2 separate regions of the Hordeum vulgare genome follow, and region 1 is linked to region 2. Evidence: chromatin contacts called from public Hi-C data. All regions are on one chromosome and are shown on one strand. Each heading gives the region's core, a stretch centred on a gene start, on an enhancer-like site or on the middle of the called end of the contact. The rest is flanking DNA. Distances are from core to core; before and after follow the strand shown.

Evidence for each region. A called contact is a pair of places that touch in the nucleus more often than the background predicts.
Region 1: a Hi-C map of seedling shows a contact between it and region 2, with 7 times the contacts expected there. The contact joins two enhancer-like sites. A contact is called at or near these places in 2 of 6 Hi-C or Micro-C datasets (leaf and seedling).

The regions. Positions count from the first base shown.
Region 1 is chr2H:36,175,130-36,179,828 of MorexV3_pseudomolecules_assembly, forward strand. No RefSeq gene overlaps it. Among protein-coding and RNA genes, the nearest start is that of LOC123429435, 65 kb to the left of the region's middle. Within about 2 kb of position 2,577, at least 3 of the 3 cell types and tissues checked have open chromatin away from gene starts, as enhancers often do. A contact at or near this core is called in leaf and seedling, where this site is marked.
Region 2 is chr2H:35,265,535-35,270,547 of MorexV3_pseudomolecules_assembly, forward strand. No RefSeq gene overlaps it. Among protein-coding and RNA genes, the nearest start is that of LOC123424684, 93 kb to the left of the region's middle. Within about 2 kb of position 3,392, at least 3 of the 3 cell types and tissues checked have open chromatin away from gene starts, as enhancers often do. A contact at or near this core is called in leaf and seedling, where this site is marked.

The DNA of each region.
Region 1 (4,699 bases), core at 1,327-3,826, 910 kb after region 2:
TCGCCGCTCGCCGTGGCTTATTGCCCTACATGGGGTGGGGTAGAGGCGCTAGACCGAGAGCCAACGATCTGAAGCCCGCAATAACAATGTCTATGGTGTCCCTCTCCTGTCCACGGCTAAGCACATACATACACGGCCATGCTTGGGTTATCCGGTAATAAGTTTACATCGTCTCTGAAAATTATTGCAGATTTTATGTGATTCAGGTGCTCGAGGTAGGATATTCCAGGGTATGGTACTTTCTGGCAAACGGGACAGCAGCGTTGTCTATTTGAGGAAGATTTGTGGCGGGTCAAGGGGCTGGGCAAACGACGGGCCGTTGAGTGCCTTCGCTCACCACCTCTCTGCACTTATTAGGCAGCCATCACCGGGTCCGGGTCATGAGTCATGACACATCTGAATCTCAAACTTTTCGAAAGCGATTCATCACACAAGCACGCACATATATTTGGCTATGAACGGTTGCTTCAATTAGGCTAATAATCCAACACATGCTATCAAATACTAAAAATCAAACCCTTGCTTCTGAAACTGTCGAAAGGATTCGCTGCTGGCGACGTTATCTCTGCAACGCCCGGTGCGTGCGCCACCTGTTCACCGGCCGGGGAGGAGGAGGAGAAGCCATCACCCATCAGGATTACCAACTCTACACGTGTCACGCCGGCGGGAGAGACCAGCCCGGCATCCTCCGATGAGCCAGCAGCAGATTCCTGCCACCTGGCCCTGCTCGTTACGATAGGACTAGGACTGGCAGTAGCATTTCCAACGTTGATGGGGCTAAGCTCCGAAAGAAACACGCAACGGATCGAGTCATTTCAGCTTTTGGACTGACGACATTCGGTCGATGGAGCTAAGCTCCGAGAGAAACAGTGGTAGTCCAGCGGCAAAGCTGAAGAAGTGCCACGAGCAGAGACGGCCGGGACGAGTAGTGCCAAGGCCAGCAGTTGAGCGTTCCTCATCTCTCGAACTCTGAACTGAAGTAATACGATTAAAACATTGGTTGAACAGTCAATTGCTACACATGGTTTTTCTAGGGCTGCTGTTGCTTTAGCAATGAAACACATCATCACTATGTTACTCTTTGGATCTCCTAATTTTCTCTCTGTCGTTGGACGTCGATCAATTGCTTTCACGATCTTTTACACGCGCACCCTGCGTTTGACTGGACGCCAACACAAACTGCCCGTCATTACTTTTACAATGGCCTTCTGATTTACCATGGACAAAAGGATCACCTGACTGGACGTGGAGTATTTACACTCAGGCTCAAATGCTTCCCTTAAGGCCTTATTTGGTACTAGTGTTTTTAAGAAAATTGGTGGGGATAATCGGATGAAACTCCAACCTTCACCTAATCCCTTCAAATCCCCGTTTATCCCCAATCCATTAGGTAAGGGTAGTGTATTGTGTATTGAGAAAAATGCACTATAATTTAAAAATTTATGAGAAAATATGGAGATGAAACATGCCAAATACACTAGAACCAAATGATGTTATGAGATATGTGGGAATTTAGGGGTTTGATCGGGATAATCCCCACTAATTGCCTAAAATAAACTAGTAAGGCCTAAAGTACCGGTTACTCCTCGTGTTCCTGGCAAGGCCGGAACATGCGGGTGGATTGGGTGACGTTCTTGCATTTTCAGCATAGGCGAAGGTTCAAGGCGTCTTCGAGAAGGACAGTTATGCTGCCAGATATATCGGTGCTGATGGATCTTTTTTTTTAAACAATTCTGCGAAGCTTTATTAATTCGTTACTATATTTACACAGATGGATGTCAGATTTTTCGGATGACCCAAACATGGGTAAAAGCATGCTTCGTTAAATTGTGAGCTTTAAAATTAAAGCTCCTTCGTTTGTAAACGAACTTACAAGAATTAAAAAAAAACAGAAATGTCTAAGATTTCTTGAACTATCGTCCCATAGGTGGCCGAGGAACGATTCAGGATATCATTCACTAGTACCTCGTAATCTGAAGTAACCTGAACGTTTTGAATGTATAGATGATTCGCGAGCGCCAGCGCTTCTCTGATTGCCAAAGCTTTCAGGGTTGGTGGATCTGATATAAATCTGAAATCAAACGTTGAAGCTCCCAGGAAATTGCCCTCTTGACCCCTCGAAATCACCTCAACACACCCAAAACCATGTCTAGAAACAGATCCATCTGCATTGAACTTCGCAAAACCAAGTGCTGGAGAAATCCATTGTGGTATTTGTTGTGGAGAATTGTTGGCCCTAGCAGGGACAGATGTATGCTTGATCGCATTCAACTCCCAGAAATATGAATTGATGAAGTTGTGTACTGCTGCCGGCGACTGAAAAATGTCCTCATTAATTGTTTCCTCCTAGCTCCCCAGATTGCCCAGAGAGTCACCACGAGACGGAAAAAGTCATCTTCCGCCAATATTTCATGCAATGCAAAAATAAAATCCTTGGCAATGTCCTTCAGATGATTGCTCATCACCTGCACTAACTATTGGATACGGGCATGGTGTCGTGTGTTCTAGCTTGGGCCAAGACCAGAGGACAATGATGGGGGCCTGTGTTGAGGATATTAGCCATGACATAAGGCGGTCAATCCAGCCCGGGTCACGAAGACGTGGGCCTGAACGTAAGCCGGCCCGTGAAAGGCAAAGACCCACTTGCCTGGTTCGAAGGGAAAAATCTATTTGACACTCTGTGCGAAGCCCCGGGGCTTCGCACAGAGCGGGAGATCGATCGGGCTGCCTGGTTTTGTGAACCTTCTACAGGTTCCCAGCTGGTCTTTTCGGTTTTCGGAACCTTCCGTGTCGGGGCTTCTAGAAGGATCCCTGAACCGATTTTTTTATTTTTCATTTTTATTTATTATTTTCACTTTTTTTTCTGTTTCTGCTTCAAAAAATGTTCTGGATGTTCAAAAAATATTTTTAGATTTTCAAAAAATGTTCTTGATTATAAAAAATGTTCGCGCTTGCAAAATTGTTTTCAGTTTCCAAATTTGATCTCAAAATTAAAAATATTGTTCGCACTTTAAAAATTTGTTTGTGCTTCTAAATTTGTTTGAAGTTTTTAAAATGTATTCCTAGTTTCAAAAAAATTCTCGAGATTCAAAAAATGTCCGTGCTTCAAAAAATTGTTCGCGCTTCGAAATTTGTTCACGTTTTTTTAAATTGTTCTCTATTACAATATTTGTTCTCAAATTCAAAAAAATAATCATGCTTTAAAATTTTGTCCACGCTTGCAAATTTGTTCGAGTTTTTCAAAATTATTGTCCTTTTTAACAAATTTGTTCTCAAGATTCAAGAAATGTTCATGCTTTAAAAAACAGTTCGCGCTTCCAAATATGTTCACGTTTTTTAAATTGTTCTCGGTTTCAAAATTTGTTATCAAAATTCATAAAATGTTCATGCTTTAAAAATTTGTTCGTGCTTTCAAATTTCTTTGGGTTTTTTAAAAACTGTTCTTCTTTTTAAAATTTTGTTCTCAAGATTCAAAAAATGTTCGTGCTTTAAAAAATTGTTCACGTTTCCAAATTTGTTCACGCTTTTTAAAATTGTTCTCTGTTTCAAAATTTGTTCTCAAAATTCAAAAAATGTTCGTGCTTTAAAAATTTGTTCGCGGTTTTAAATTTGTTTGGGGTTTTTCAAAATTGTTCTCCTTTTCAAAATTTTGGTCTTAAGATTCAAAAAATGTCCGTGTACTAAAAAATTGTTCGCGCTTCCAAATTTGTTCATGTTTTTTTAAAATTGTTCTTCAAATTCAAAAAATGTTTTTGCTTCAAATAAAAAAATAAAAGAAAAAATGAACAGATGGCCTAAATTGGCGTAGGCGGTGCCGGCTTAAGAACAAACCTATCCCGATCAAGGGTAGGGGTCGTGTACGATACCGGCTTATTGTAAACCCAACGACTTGACCTAGAATATCAAGCGAGCCCCGAGTCATTCAAAAGGACAGATCCAGGTTAGAAGTCTCGAAGCATAGGTAGCGAGACAATATCCTTGTAATCAAGATCTGGACATCGAATAACAAAACACAAGCAGGAGTAGACTTTTACCTTACTTGAGGGATCGAATCTGGGTAAACTCGCTTCTCTCATTCCCGATCAACCCCATGCAAGGCTTCACCTAGCCGTTATGGCCTGCAACTAAGTTCTTCTATGAGAACACTTGCCATGACATCCCCACAACAGCCTGCTCGATAGTGACCGTTGGTAGTCACTGGATCGAGAAACACACACACACTCCCGGTCCATCGGGATTAGTTGAGGATTTAGGCATGGACGCTTCCTACGGTGGAGGCATTGACCCAGATTGAGTCGCTGATGTCAAGATAGGAGTGGATGGAGTGCGTCTGCTCTTCCAACCATGGTCGATGCATTGTGGATTTGGCGGTTAGCGGTGTCTGGGGACATGGATGCTGGGACGACGGCCTATGGTGGTGGTCCACATGGTTGGCTCTTCGGCGGGTATCATACAGTGATGACGGCTATGCCTCTTTGTCATGTGGCCGACAAGGGGGTAGCGGTGAGGGGCTGGTACTCGCTCTCTGGCACTGGTGCTATATCCAAATCCAGATATGAACGCTTGGGCTCGTCGCATTGGTCGTAGGTGCGTCCCAGTGGCACGGGCGAAAGTTTCACGCCTTATCGTTGAGGACGGCGACCCTTGCGGGCGTCGTCCACCTCTTGAGGACATTGTTGTGGTTCTTCTCTTCGTGCCA
Region 2 (5,013 bases), core at 2,142-4,641:
ATTAAGGAGTACTCCTCCCAAAAGTTATTACCGATAAGTAACGCGCTGCATGTGCATCACTTATCAGAACCTGTGAGTTTTCCTTTTCTTCATAGATCCGTTTATTAAAAAACATTTTATCTCTTAAACTGTGGGTCTAAATCTTGAATCATTTTTACGGTTGGATTCCTCCGTTGAGATCTTCAAAACTAGATCAAAGGTTGTTAGGTTTCGACGAACTTCTTTTTTACGGAAACACCCAAACCGGAAGCATGTTTTTTTTCCTTTTATGAAGAGGCACACGTTTTCCCCCTTTTGTAAGAGGCACGGCCGTGTCTTTCTTGAAAGCAAATTCGTGTCTCCACAAAAAATAAATTCGCGCCTCTTACAGAATGAAATGAAAAAGATAAAATGTGTTTATGCCCCTCGAAAAAGCAAATCGATGTCTCTCACAGAAAAAAACATATATTTTTCTTTTTCGAGGGGCACGACAGTACCTCTTGCAGAAGCAATTGCATGCTTCCACGAGCTATAAATCTATTCCTTCCGTGGAAGGAAAAAAAAGAAATCATACTTTTTCACTTTCGAGACCATGCCTCTCGCGGAAGCAAATCCTGCTCCACAAGAAGTAAATATGTGCCTCTCGCGAAAAGAAAAAAACATGTTTTCCCTTTTTCGAGAGGCACGACCGTCCCTATCGCGAAAGAAAGGGGGAAAACAAAAAAAAATCATCTAAAAACGAAAAAGGATACAAAAGAATAGAAATAAAAAAACTGAGAAGAGCGCACATTACGAGAAACGTGGCGATGGCTCGGAGCGTTCCCGGGCCATCCGAAGTGACCTCTCGAGGGGCTTAAGGAGTACTCCAGGGGACCTCCTATACGGCGCTGCAAGCGCCAGTTTGCTCTGGTGGCGCGTGCAGCGCCTCACCTTGGGTCGGCCCTTCAAAAAGCTCGACACCTCTGCAGGCCCAAAAAAGTTCATTGATTTCTGGAAAATAAAGTATATCCATTTTGCAAAAAAGTTCTTCAAATTAGAAAAATGTTCACAGATTATAAATATAATAATAATCAAATTTGGAAATATTTTATTAATTTTGAAAAAAAGGTTCATTACTTTTCATAGAAAGTTCAATGATTTTGAAAATCGTTCATCTAATTTGAAAAATAGTTAATCGGTGTTCAAAAAGGTCAACGAATTTGAAAAAAGTTCAACAAAATATAAAATAAGTTCATCAAAATTTAAAAAGGTTCACAGAATTAAAAAAGAGTTCATTAATTTTGGAAAAAAGTCCATCAAATTTGAAAAAAGTTCATGAAATTTATAAAAAGTTCACCGAATTAAAAAAGATTTCATTAATTTTGGAAGAAAATATTCAACTTGAAAAATGGTCATCAATTTTTTTTTAAAATTATCAAATTTAAAAAAAGTTCATCAAATTTAAAATAAGTTCATCAAATTATTAAAAATCATTGAATTTGAGAAAAAAGTGATCAGATCGGATGTGGTGGCTCGGTGGTTATGGCCTTCTAACGTGAGCTTGAGATCTAAAGTTCGAATACCTGCGGCGCCTAGTTTTTGTTTGTATTCATAACAAAAGAAAAAAATGCTTAGATAGTCCGGCCCAGCGCGGGTCGCTACAGGCGTCTGTTAGCGGGTGCCTGTGACGCCAAATAGGATTGGCCGTACTCCTGAATTTGTTGCTTTCTCGCATAGGCGATATCACCGGCATGTTGCAAGAGCTACACCACCGTCGCGTGCTGCGCCAAATCTGTGGGCCATGCATTGCGGAACTAAAACCCATCGCTTTGTTGTATAACCCATTGAAGGGACATACACTTCTCTTTGTTTTTCCATTTCCCGCAACTTGTTTTTATTTTATATTTTTATCTGTTTGAAGAAAATATTAATGTATAAAGTAAAATATTTATGTTTCTTAAAACGAAGTTCATACGTACAAAGTACTGTAGCATTTATAAATGTGTTTTGTTTAAGAAATCTTATCACTGAAAACATTAAAAAATGTTCATAAATGTAAACAGAATTGTAACATGATATAACATGCTTTTGCCATTCAAATTTGTCCACACGCTTAAAGTTATATTCATGTTACTTGAGAAGATGTTCATAAAATGTTAAACTTTATTCCTGCAATTCTAATCATTGTTCCTACTGTTCAAGTAAATGCTCATGTTGTTAGAGACAATCACATGTTAAAAAACATTTTAAGAATACCTGGAGAAATACACTATAGTCGGGCGGAATGAAGAAAAAAGTAAAAGAAAAAAATCCTGTAAAAAATTGAAAGGAAAAAACACGATCACGAAAAAACAAGAAGAAACAACCATTTACGACGTTTAAAAGGCAGAATTGGGTAAGAGACGATGCTCAGATAATAATATACTACTCCCACATTTGCTAGTGGGCCACAAACTAAGGGCGCGTTCGGATTCCCTCCGCTCTGCGACTCCGCGCCGGAGCGGAGTCGCATCCAGTGTTAACTAGGGGAGTTCCTAAAACGCAGCTCCACCCACTCCGCTCCGTGGAGGGCTGCCGAACAGGCGCTAAGTCGGGAGCGGAACATGCGACCGTTAAGTGCTACTCGCAGCAGGCATTGGACGCGACTAACTCGGGAGCTGGAGAGGCGACCGTTTAGCGAGTCCGGCATTTCCTATTTACCGCCAAAGGCATTAGTTAACGTGCATTTTTGTTAACTCGAGTCTGTAACGTTTATAAATGGACTGGCCTATTTAGGCACCGGTTACTTTTTTTGAAATTCTATGAACTTTTTTAAATATTAATGAACTTTTTAAAAATTTCAACAATTGTTTTTAAGATTGATGAACTATTCTCCGAAAACCAATGAATCTTTTCTAAAATATTAAAATTCTATGATTTTTTTTGAATATGGATGAACTTTTCTGAAATTTGATGAACGTATTTTAAAAAATTGATGAATTTTTATCAAAGTTGACGATTTACTGTAAGTTTTATGAACTTTTTTTCAGTTCAGTGAACTTCTTTTTAAAATACATAAACTTTGTTTTAATTTCTGTGAACTTTTTTCAAATTTAATGAACTTTTTTAAAAATGTAATGAACTTTTTCTAACTCGGATGAACTTTGTTTCAATTTCAATGAACTTTTTTTCGAATTGATTAACTTTTTTCAAAATTGATGAACCTTTATTTTTTTTCTAATGTATGAATCTTTTTCTTTAAAACTGTAAACCTTTTTTGGTTTCATATTTTATTTTCGTAACAAATAGGAAATCTGGACCTTTTTTTTACTGGATCAATAAAAAAGTATCAGGACAGCGTGTTAGTGGACCGCTCCATGCCAACGATACTACAGGTGCCGAATCGCTAACGGACGCCTACAAGGTTGCATAAGACCTCCCAGCGAGTCCCGAGGACGCATGGCCGGCAGCACGCAGGATTGGACCGGACCTAACGACACGACCCTTTTCTGGAGAGCCCAGTGTGTGCTTATTAAGTTTTTCTTACTTTTATTTATATTTTGTCATGTTTTAAATATGTATATGAAAATAGCTACTTCATGTCATTTCTTTGAAAGCGTTCACAGTGCATTCAAAAAGTCAATATAGTGTTAAAACAATTGCACGGGCAGTTTATGAATAATGTTCCTACCATTTGACAAATGCCCGTGACATTTCATAAAATCTTCACTCATTTCAAAATAAGCTTGTGACTTTTTCCAAATGTATATACAGTGTTTGCATATCTTCTAAAAATGTTTCCTAAAATGTTTGTGAATTTTCTTTAGTGTAAAAAAACCATCGTTTAATTTATTTTTTTCCATTACATTCAATAAAAATGTCTGTTACATTCTAGAAAGTTGTTCGAACACTTAATGTTCATGCCATTTATGAAAAATAATAATATGTGTTAGAAAAATGTTTATCATGTATTAAAAAATTGTTCAATATGCATGTAAAAATAAATCAAGGTGTATCTGAAAATGCTCGACATTTATGCAAAAAAAAATCAACGAGTATTGGATAATGAAGTATTTGAAATGTAGAAATAACAAAAAAGAAGGAGAAAACAAATATTAAACCCCAAAATAAAATTGATAAAATCCAACACAAAAACATGCACAAACCTTCCCCCCACCCCCTCGCGCGGAAGAATATCGGCAAACAAAACACACAAAATGGGAAAAAGGAATCGCGCGAAAGGCGCCGTTGTCCTTTTGATTGCATCATTACCATTCGACATGTTAAGCCATCACTCCTTGGTCGATTACTCTGTGGCCCACCGACATAAGTCTGTGTTTCCTAAACATAGTCTGTCCTTAAATCGATATGTAAAGATAAGATTTGCGGATGCTGAGGGTGTCCTGGGTTAGGGGTACCAGCCCGAATTGATTTGCGTGGGCCGAACTAATGGCCCGTTAAGCCACCGCCCGAAGAACGGTGAGAGCATAAAAACTTGCCCGTATGAAGAAGGGAAACCTCGAAAGACCTAGCATGCATCCCAAGGACAACTCTATATTCAACATATCTACAACCGACCTAAATATATGACCTAGCTCCCCCTAGGTATCTATATAAGCCTAGGGGTTTAGTTCGTAGAGGGGGAACTTATTCACCTTAGGGTTCAGAGTTTACACAACGATTTTAAGGTAGATCATCAACATGTACTCGATACCCCATCACCAATACAATCAAAGCAGGTCGTAGGGTTTTACCTTTTCGAAAGGGCGTGAACCTGGGTAAACATCGTCTTCCTACTCTTCATGTTACCATTAGTCTCAGACCCACAACTCAGAATCCCCTACCCGAGACCTGTCGGTTTTAGCACCGATAGATGCCTTATGCATATAGATGTGGAATGAAAGTGGAGGACCTTCATAGTTCATATGTTTCCTTCGTCTCTGATTGGCGTCCCAACACTAGATAGTGGAGGAAGCAGCCAGAAAGGGCATTATCTCAGCGGTGTTGTTAGAATGTAAATCATATAGTTGATTATTTGAGGAGCAAACAATCACACGAGACACAACACCGATATTT